Regions from separate parts of the Mus musculus genome. Here region 2 is linked to region 1. A link is a contact called in public Hi-C data. All regions are on one chromosome and are shown on one strand. The core of a region is the stretch at or near the end of the contact, and the rest is flanking DNA. Distances in the headings are between cores, read along the strand shown.

Region 1 (5,544 bases), core at 2,082-4,581:
CTATTGGCTGTTAGTATCTTTATTCACCAGTCAGAAATAACTTTCAGGCAAGGTCACATAGTGTCACTTGGGTCTATATTCGGACTTTCTGGTCTCTGGGACAACTTGTATTAGAATACAAGTAGCATGAGGCCAACATACTACAGTGGAACTCAATAGAAACCAAATTTTCTTGAAAAAGTCAGAGATGAAAAATTAACATATGGCCTTTAGGGGGATACTTCCAGTACAGTAAAAACTGTAACAGAGATATTGACACTACATTCTAGTTCTCTGTTTTCACATTTATTTAGCATAGAGACTCTTCACCTGCTACGCCCCTTGGTGTGTTTAACTTCTCTGTAGTTTCTCTGCTTCACCAAGGCAGAAATTCTCAGAGAAAGTAGGTGACACACACATGCATACCACACGTGTATCTGCCTCTCATTCCTGTGGCTTAGGTGGTGGGAAGCCTGTGGCATTGGAGAAGGCAGCCTTGAAGACCTTATAACATTGCATGGCTTTTCCTACACCGCTGGTTTTCACCCTTGAACCTTGGCGAAGTTAGGATTATCAAGGATCTAAAAGGATTCTTAGAACATGGTTCCAACCCCAACCTTCTGCTCAAGGGAAGATCTGTGTGTGTGTGTGTGTGTGTGTGTGTGTGTGTGTGTGTGTGTGAGAGAGAGAGAGAGAGAGAGAGAGCACAAAGCTAGAAAGGAGAATACATGTAGCCATGGATTCTGACATAATTTTCTCATCCATTTTAAAGATTTATTTTCACTTTTAATTATGTGTATGCATGCGAATGCAGGTACTTGTGGAATCAGAGATGCAGAAGGTTATGAGCCCCCTGATGTTGTAGGTGCTAGGAACCAAACTCAGGTCCTCCACCAGATCAGTATTCACTCGTAATCACTGAGCAATCTTTCTGCTTCACTTTCTCCTTCTGATGTGAGTCTCTGTGGTTACCATCAGATCTGAAGGCTATCAGCAACAGTTTGGGACATATTGTTTTTTTCCCCCTCTGTTTCATTTTGATGGGATGATTGAGCTGGGAAGGAAAAAGTCAAGAGTTGCCCGAACAGCTGCTACACACAGATGTATTCTTGAGCCTAAGGGAATCTCAAGGAGATGACAAAGGATTTGAATCCCAGAAGCTGTACAAACACGAGAGAAGCGCTGGGAAGGAAGGAAAAAGATGTGTCCGCCTGCTTCTTGTGGTGAAGAAGCATCAGTTGTTTTTTCATCACATTATCTATGAAATTATAGAACCCTTAGTGCTTGTCTTCGATTCTGTTGCTGTGAAGAGATACCAGGGCCACACAAACTCTTATAAACAAGGTTGCTGTTGGTTTTTTTTTTTAAAATAAAAAACACTCTTTATAAAAAAAAAAAACTCTTATAGAAATAATTTCATTGGATCTTGTTTACAGTTTCAGAGGTTTAGTAAAATATCCCCATGGAGGGGGTTGGAACATGTTGGTACCTAGGTAGATATGGTGCTGGAAAGTTAGCTGAGAGTTGTACAGCCAGATCCACAGGCAGCAAGAAGAGAGGCAGAGAGGAGAGAGTTACTGAGCCTGCCGTAGACTTTTGAGACTCAAAGCCCCTCCCCTGGTGACATAGTTCCTCCTACAAGACCACACCCACCCCAACAAGGCCACACCCCCAAATCCTTTCAAATAGTGCCACACCCTGGTGACCAACCAAGCATCCAAATCTATGAGACAGTGGGGGGCCATTCTTATTCAAACCACCATAGTGCTGATAGGCAAGTAGAAAAAGGTGTACCTTAAAATCATTTTATTTAGATCAGTTTAAGGTTGACAGGAAAATTAAGTGAGAAATGCAGAGATGGTGCACACACTCCCTGCCTGTCCCACATGCAATCCTCACCCAGAATTTGCTTGGGGACAGTGCACATGTTGCTAATGTTAGAGCTCCATTGACCTGCCACATTTTTACTTAATGAAATTCACACATGGTAGTAATTACAACTTACAAAGCCACCGTTTAATCCTTAGAATGCTTCACTAACCTACTTCATCCATCCTAGCCTCCTAGCTCCAACCTTACTGAAACAAAAGGTCCTTTGTAATGCTCAAGGGAGAACCTACTGGGTTTAAGTGAATCTGGTTAGTTCCTAGAGTTAGAACATCCCCTCTTTTCCTCATGTTTTTCTTCTTTTCACTTTCTCTTGCCTTCATTCATGTTTCCCCCTCCTTCCTTTCCACCCTGCATCCCCCACCCCCTTTTCCTTTCTTTTTTGGAAGGTCCTGGCAAGAACTCTTTTGCTAAACTTGTACTATACATTTCTGATACATTGTGTTTATGCTTTAGTGATAGCCATTATTAGATACTAGAGAGAATGTTATAGACTAAGTTTTATTTTATGTAATTTTAGGTGCTTTCCTGCATGCATGTATGTGTGCCTGTGGCGGCCAGATAGGGGTTTTGGATCTCCTGGAACTGGAGTTACAGACAGTTGTGAGCAGCCATGTGGGTGCTGGGAACTGAATCCAGGTTCTCTACAGGAGCAGCAAGTGCTCTTAATCTCTGAACGCCACCTTTCCAGCCTTAGGTTTGTGGGTTTTTGTATTTCCTTTTTTGATAGATATAAAAAAGGGATTTTGAAACTAACCAACCTTAAATCCTCAAGTTCTTAGTGGGTCATCAAGTCAATATAGTAAGTTTCAATAAATAAAGAGAACACTTGTATAGAAAATAGTAAAAGTGATTGGGTTTCATCAAAATTTTGAGCTGCACATTCATGTGCGTGTCTACTTGGGTGTGATGTGAAATACAGTTCTTACTACGCTACAAAGAGCTGGGAAGCCTTTGGTGTCGTGCCTCCTGCTTTCTTGGTTCAATTTAAGTACCATATGCTATCTTTACAAAGCAGTAACTGACTTAGTTATTCTTTAGATTAGTCTCCATTTCCATAGAGGCGATTGTACTGGAATAGAAATTAGAATTCTAAACAAATGTTTGCCCTGGATGTAATAATACTGAGGTGACAACTTACACAATAGACTCTCCCTCCACTTCCACGAACTATCTTTCACTCCGTTGCTTTTTGAAGCTGTCAACAGATCATTTTGAAAATCCTTTAGGAGTGTATCAGAAAGGTGTGAGGACGTTCTAAAATTGTTGATGGAGATAGAAGGGAATTTTACAGACCCAGGATGTCCTTAGAATTGGGTTGCATAGATGGACGGAGTCTGTGATACCCCTGAGAGATGTGGTACCGGAAAAATGTACAGAGATGTCCTGATATCAGTGGGATCACCTGGGGTACAGCTCACACACTGCAAGGCTTCCTCTGATTTCCGCTTCTTTTTACAATTCCCAGTTATCCACAAAACTTAGTTTGAATCTTTCCTCAGACACCCCGCCTACCGGAAGTGATGGAAGCACGTAACCGGAAGGAGATTAGAGCTAACGTTACAGCCAAAGGCCAGATAAAGTTTGTCCCAGCCTCATTTTTTTTGGGGTGGTGGTGGTGGTGGTGGTGGTTGGTCATTTATCTACTCTGAAAATAACTTACTTAATCTCTAAAACTGTATCTTCATTGCCTCTAACTCTCACCAGACTGTTACCCGATAGTGAATGTGTGATGGCCAGTCGGGTAGTAAATAGGCGCGTCTCCTGCTGATGGGTATGTTATTAGTTCCTTCCCGAGACTCGTTACGGAACCTTAACGGATCAGAGGGAAGGATTTCTTGCCTCTACACGGAGTACAATTTCAGGCATCATGTGGGATTGCTGGCCTTGTCCCCTGTTCCCTTCACAGCCACTCAGCTGGCGTGATACAGGGCACAAGCTGGATAATTACCCGGCAAGCTTATCTGGAGCCTGGTTATCTAAATGGGGTCCCTCTGGAGCTCCTAGAGTCTGCGGAGAGGGGTTGTGTCATAGGAAACATAGGCTTGGCTGCTGCTCACAGCCGGGGGTTGGGGTGGGGGGTAGAAGGTGCCTGGCTAGGCTGCTGCCTGGGACACGAGGCTAGTGCCAAAATGGCAAAGTGCCATTGTCCCTTCCTGATTTTAGGCGCGCAGAGCTCCGATCTGAGCCGCTAGGTAGTCTAAGATGAAAAGGCAGGGAAATTAATGATTTCTAGACCCCTCTTTAAGAGCTCAAAGGAAAGCAAAATGAAAACTCCTAAGACACTTAGGATACCCGCCCATTGGAAGCTGATTTTGCCGGGAATATTATTTGTGTGGAATCTGAAATTATAGTGGAAATTTCCACGATAACGCAAGGATCTGTCTTCAGGTCAACAGGTAAAGCTGGCTTTAACTTTATTCTCTTCGAGAAGTAGACCGCTTAACCCTGAGTCAGCCAGTGGTTGAGGAGGCTACATGGATGTCCCATTTGGCAACTGACCTTTCTTGGTTTTCTCCCTGTCTCTTCCCTTCCCCTCCTCCCAGTTTGATATTTGATGTGTCAAGGACAAAGACGTGCAGGAAGGAAGGTCGCAGCTTACTGTCGATCTCCACCTCGAGCAAGCCTCAGGACATCTCTGAACATTTATTTGAGACCCCCTTTGACTATAGGATCGGTCCTCACGGCTCCTCTGTTAAGACCTAAGAGGGAACCGAAGCTGACAGGTCACAGTGGGAGGAATTTATCTCAGGCTGGACCTCAGAGAGAGGGTGCCCGGTTTCCTGTCTTCTCTCCCTGGCGTCTCAGAGATATCTCAAGACCTTTGGACTCTGAGTGTTGCTGACAGAGATAGTGAGTGGGAAAGGAAAAAGGAGGCGGTCTAATGAGGTGGATGGGCTCTTTTTTCTGGTTTTCCCCAGATGCAGAAGCTGGTGTGAGGGAGCGGGGCTGCCTCCCAGGTCTCAGCTGTTAATCTGATGGAATGTCTCAGCCTCTTCATTTCCTGTCATCTTTCCATTTAATCATTAACCCCAGCTGCTCAGGACCAGGCAGGGCCAGGAGATAAGCAAGCCGGTCCCCGAGAGAGTCCACAGGCATGATTTGACAGGATAATGCCCTCACTTGATAAAAGGAGAGACTCTCTGTCAGCTGCCCGCATCCTCCCTGAAGCTCTGGAATCTGACTTCATGGAGCATTTGAGCAGCTAAGCTTTTCCTGACCCCCTCCCTCCCACCACCACTCCCGCCTTCCCCCAGTTGCTGAGCATAATTGAGAATTAATTGCATGTCTGCTTATTATTTTGCTTACTTAATTTGGTCTAAACGTTGTTCACACTCCAGACTTAAGGCCTGGAAGTGGCTGTCTTCAGGTATGATTTGAGATGTCAGGGAAGCCCCTATCTCCTGCTTGTTCACTGTTCACTCACATTCCCATTTTGTCTAAAACTAGCTTAGCTTTTTTCCAGAGCAATCTATCTTCCTTCCTTCCTTCCTTCCTTCCTTCCTTCCTTCCTTCCTTTCTTTCTTTCTTTCTTTCTTTCTTTCTTTGATTTTTTTATTAGATATTTTCTTCATTTACCTTTCAATTGCTATCCCAAAAGTTCCCTATTACCCCCCCCCCCCAACCCACCCACTCCTGCTTCCTGGCCCTGGCATTCCCCTGTACTGGGGCATATAA
Region 2 (5,069 bases), core at 649-3,148, 160 kb after region 1:
TTAACACTCATCATAGGCTCAAAACATGGGGTATATTCACATCACTGAGTCCCTGAATGGGTATGTGGCACTGAGACACGCAGAAGGGCTATTGGCAAGATTGGCTATTGGCAAGGTTGTAGTGAGAAAAGAAAGAGAAATATACCGAGCCCACGTAAGTGCTGGTGTAGACACGAGGTAAGTCATGACCTGGGAAGTAAAACCATGGTGCGGAGCTGGGGAGACGGTAAAACTCCAGATGGTGATAGACTGAATGATAAGAGGCCGATTGGGAAAGAAAACAGAACAATTGAAATTCTAGCTAAGGTATTGTATTGAGCCAGGATCAGTAACCCCAGGGAGAGAAATTGAGTAAAAGAAATAAAATATTATTATAGCATTCACCTTCTTTAGAAAAGCATGATTAATCATACAGCAATAGTTCCCTTCAGTCTTTTTCCACTCTGGGGAAAAGATTTGTGTACACAGCTGCCTCAAGTGGTATGTCCTGTTACCCTGGCCCTCCACACCTGTCTAATATAGCCATATGTTTAATGCTTTTTCATCTTAAAAAAAATCTTATCATGGACTGTGGGAAAATTTGTTTCTCTTTTTAGTTTCGGATGTCACAGTGATACTAGCAAGTGTTTCCAACCCACCTTCTTCCCCATGTCTGCAGGTAGACAATTCATTCTTAGCATCGATTTTAGCAACCTTGGCACGCAGTCTCCCTTTGTCTATTGAGATGTACACCTTCACAATGGAATGAAGCACTGACAGTTTTCCTTTAGCGTATAGGAGTTGCCAGCATCCAACACTTGGGCTTGAGGGGGGGGGGGCGGTCATTATTAGATACAATAACAACTAATGTGTTTATAAGGGCACACTGACGGTGGATCTAGTAAAAGGCCCTGAGTTCCCAATGCATGGGTAGTGTAGTCAGGGTGGACACACGGAGAGAGGAATAATTCCCTAAAGGATAGGATGAAGAGGAACCCTGAAATCTCAGCACACTGTTTAAATCAGGACACAGTTTACACTTCATTGCTTTATTTAAAATGTAATGTTTGGAGTTGAAACTCTGGTAACTGAATCCATAGGAGGCGAAGCCAGCCATAAGGGGTCACCACTGTGTATAAGGAAGAGTACATATAAAATATGTGCTCAGTGTAAAAACTATATATGCAGAAAACTTCTTTGCAACTGTGGCTCATGCTGAGAAAGATCTGGGACATACTGTCTCCACCCCCTTTTTCTGAGGATCATTTTCTCACTATTTCTTTCATTTCTATGGCATATATAGGCATATCTAAGTTTTGGTTGCACCTCCTTTTGAAGCCTGCTTCACTCTGCCCAGCATTTGGTTTGTAGGAGTCATCCATACGGCTGACTGAAGCTTTTAGTGGGTCAAAATATTACATCCACCCATCTCAAGGATTTAACACAGCAGAATGTCCTTTCCTGTCACATTTGAGACAAATAGGTTCTGCTTTCTTTGAAATCCCCTCTAATTTTAGTTACATTTTGACAAAGGGACATTGGGTTAATAAGCTTTTTCTTTATGATTTTGTTCATTCCTTGGAAATGTAGATCGTTCTCTCTCTCTCTCTCTCTCTCTCTCTCTCTCTCTCTCTCTCTCTCTCTTGGGTGCTGATATTTGCCTGTATTTAAGCTCCGTCATGCTTTGGTCTCTTTCTCTTTCATTCTTTTCTTTTTTTTTTTTTTTTTTAAAGAAAACCTTTAGTTCTCTAATCCACTTGTATTTATTTTGGTTTTTGTTCTGCTTTGACATTTAGATTCATTTTCTTTCCAAATAGTTAGTTAATTATTAATCCATCCCTTCCCATATTTATTTACACTGGTTTCTTTGTAGAGAGGGCAGAAGACAGAGGCAGGCATGGGTGCGCAAGAGTGTACGTGCATGCGTACATGCAAGCATTGTGTGCATGTGTGTGCATGTGTGCGTGTATGGTGTGCCTAAGTCTCTCTGTGTGTGCGTATGAGAGAGAGGGGGGTGGGGAAGAGGAAAAGAGAGAGAGAAAAGAATCTCTTAAGTCTATGTATAGTTCTGGCCAGAACACAACTCAGTTAGGGTTCCAAAGGGATAGCTGGATTTTGATTTTGTTTGGTAGGTTGACTGGGCACCTGCCGCAGAATGAGCCCAGGGAGGGTGATTATTCTAGACAGGGGAAACTGAGCGCCTGGTCATCTGTGGTTCTAATCCTGACCTCTGAATTTAGAGTTTCAGGCCTTCCACTTGCTGCTTTCTGATGTCTCACAACTTAGCTTTTTGGTCATGTTTAACCTTAATCATGAGTTCATTTGTCTATGAAATGGGAACAGGTAGTCTATTCCATAGGCTCATTGCAAGCAATAGTAAGTTAATGCCATAAAGTATTACCCAACACTTACGAGGCAGGCGATAGTTATTTGCTGTTGATCTTATTCATCGTAGAGGCAGGATCGCTCAACACCCTGTCCCACACAGCTCGGCGTGAGAACTAAAGCTTTATGGCTCACACTGAGGGGCTGTAGGAAGAACAGCCACAGGAAGCATTGCAGTAATCTTAGGGCTAGGGAAATCGGTTGATCTTCTGGAAATAAAAGTTATGAGCGAGTGAGTGGCATGGGGAACAAGCCATGTGGGAATATCCTCACACATCACTGTGTGGACTTCTGTCTTCCTTTTCTAAGCAAAATGGCGAGATTACTCAGTGAAAACTGTCACCTTAGGGTCTTGAGGTCTGGTTTCAAAATCCCCAAATGTATGCCTTCTGCCTCCCCCAAAGTGCTAAGTAAAATAGACTTTCATTTTATCTTAGAAAGATTTAAAGCTAGAAGCACTTCATCCTCAATTAAATATGTTTAGCCTTCATTTGACGTTCCTTTACCGGAATGCCAATATTCCTTAGGCATTTCCCATGGTTTCCCGAGGGCACACTCATCACTACTTGCCTGGCAATGTCTACCTTCTCTGCTTTAGTAACAGAACGTAGCTTCTAGCTTGGCAGTTGGATCTCTGAAACTAGGACTACATTTCCCAGCCTGCCTTTTAGCCAGCTGTAAGCACGTGACTGGCCAGTTAGCTGAAGTACCTTGTGCAGTTCTTAAGATATATTCATAAAGGAAAGGGGCATGGTCTCCTTTCTACTCCCTCCTTTTCTTTTGTTATATCTGGAGCCTAAGCAGGCATTTTGGACAAGTGGAGGCCACATGGTACAGAAATAAAGCTCTTAACTTACCGTGCTTGCTCTCCACCGGGCTCTCTTTACATGACGGGTGCACATCATGAAATCATCTATGCATGTAGACAGGAAGAGAGAAGCAAACCTGTCTAGGAGAACAAAGAGATTAATGGGAGGGCTAGGCACAATATATATGCATGTGAAAGTGTCCTTGTATAGCACAGTACCACGCAAAATGTATATGCACAATGAATCATTTAAAAAAAATAAAAGAAAGGAGAAAATAAGAGGAAAAAAGAAGTGGAAAGAAAAAAGAAAGAAAATAAGAGTCTCTTGTTCCAGTGGCTCATTTGTTCGTTTCTAGCTTGTGTGCCTTCCAAGCCAGTAAATGATAACCTGGCACGCAGTTGGCTTCTTGTTATGTATACAGAGCCAGAACATAATAATATTATTAGACGGAGGTCCAAAGAGTAGGCTTCCGGAATCGGATTTGAAATAATGGGCAGCTTGCTTATTAGGCCTCCGTGTTTAACTCCGAGTGATGGTTTAAAAGTGTGTGCAGATAAATATATCATTGTTTTGGAGCAAGTGACAATTGTGTTTTCCTTTCAGTAGGAATTACAGCTGAGGACATAAACACTCAACAGTAAACGGCCTGGAGCTGGGGATGGGAGTGTCCATTCATCTCTTCCCTGCAGGAGAGATGAGAATCAGGGATACGTGTGTGAATCATTGAGTTGAGTGGCTGGAAATTCTGTCTGCTGCTCTTCTATTAACTACTCTTCTGGACTGCATTATTTACTTCAGGTGCAGAATCCTGGGCAGGACTTGGCTGTTAAAGCATCAGGGTGAATGGTGTTCATATCCATAGAGAGCAGAGCGGTAATCAAGCTCCATAATGTCCGGTGTGCTACGAGAGTGTCAATTTTGACATCAGAAGTGCATGACTCAAAGCCGACACCTACCTCTCACAAGCCACTTGACCTTGGACAATCTGCTTGCTACCTTACGGGAGTCTTTCTTTCCTTCTTTGTAAATGGAAACATTGGTATCTCCTTCCCTGTGTTGGTCTGATGATTTATCTGCTCTTTAGACACCCTCGCCTGCCCTCTCTCTCTTTCCCTGATACTCCTCTTCTCTCTTAAAAGCGGTTTTCCTCCTTCCTTTCCCTACTTCCTTCTCAGTGCTGAGGACTGACCTCCCGTGTCCTCACACTGAGGCCGGGTTTCTCAAGCTTCTTTCCACAGCTGCAACCCTTTCATATAGTTTCTCATGATGCGGTGACTCCCAACTACAACGTGATTTTTGTTGCTGCTTCAGAAGTGTAATGTTGCTACTGCCATGAATCATAATGTAATTATCTGATATGGAGGATATCTAATATGCGACCCTCATGAAAGGGTCATTCGGCCCCCAAACAGGTCACAACCTAGAGGTTGAGAGCCACTGCACTGAGGTGCCATTCCCCAGCCACAGGAGTTACTAGACTGTGGATAACCTGTAGGCCAACTGGCCATTGATCATATTACAGTGGAGTGGAGTGAAGTGAAGAGCTACCAATTAGCTGTTGAACAGAAGGCATATGTACACATCACTGTATTTTTCAATTTACTTCCCTTAGTATCCAGTTCTCTAAGTCAGCGGCAATGGGCTGCTACTGAATGGTTCTGTTGGCAAGGAATGTGTTGGGCTAGGTGGGGGAGGGATGGTGTGTGTGTGTGTGTGTGTGTGTGTGTGTGTGTGTATGGGAAAGTCCCAAGTCCTTCAAAGAGCTCTGACTTGCTTTGGTCTTCATTCACACAAGGAAGCATAAACAGAAGGCTGTGTTTGTTTATGACTCTTGAAGCCGTCAGTCTGCTTCAGGTATCAGGTGGCATATCGTTTTGACATTGGCTTTCACCCACG

The links. Hi-C and Micro-C count contacts between places; a contact is called where the count stands out from the background.
Region 2: a contact with region 1 is called in a Hi-C map of liver, with 2.3 times the contacts expected there. The contact joins the enhancer-like site here to the promoter of 4933440J02Rik in region 1. A contact is called at or near these places in 1 of 15 datasets of contacts at CTCF or cohesin (the NIH/3T3 cell line), 3 of 484 Hi-C or Micro-C datasets (liver and nephron progenitors) and 1 of 115 datasets of contacts at active chromatin or transcription factors (pancreatic cancer cells).

The regions. Positions count from the first base shown.
Region 1 is chr10:111,590,942-111,596,485 of GRCm38.p6, forward strand. It overlaps 4933440J02Rik (RIKEN cDNA 4933440J02 gene), which reads right to left and starts at 3,332. Exons shown (of 4, transcript NR_045344.1): 1 at 3,163-3,332; 2 at 3,008-3,064. All of the region lies in intron 2 of Gm30262 (a long non-coding RNA gene), which reads left to right.
Region 2 is chr10:111,754,848-111,759,916 of GRCm38.p6, forward strand. No RefSeq gene overlaps it. Among named protein-coding and RNA genes, the nearest start is that of Gm30624, 72 kb to the left of the region's middle. Within about 2 kb of position 1,899, at least 7 of the 459 cell types and tissues checked have an H3K27ac peak or open chromatin away from gene starts, as enhancers often do. A contact at or near this core is called in liver, where this site is marked.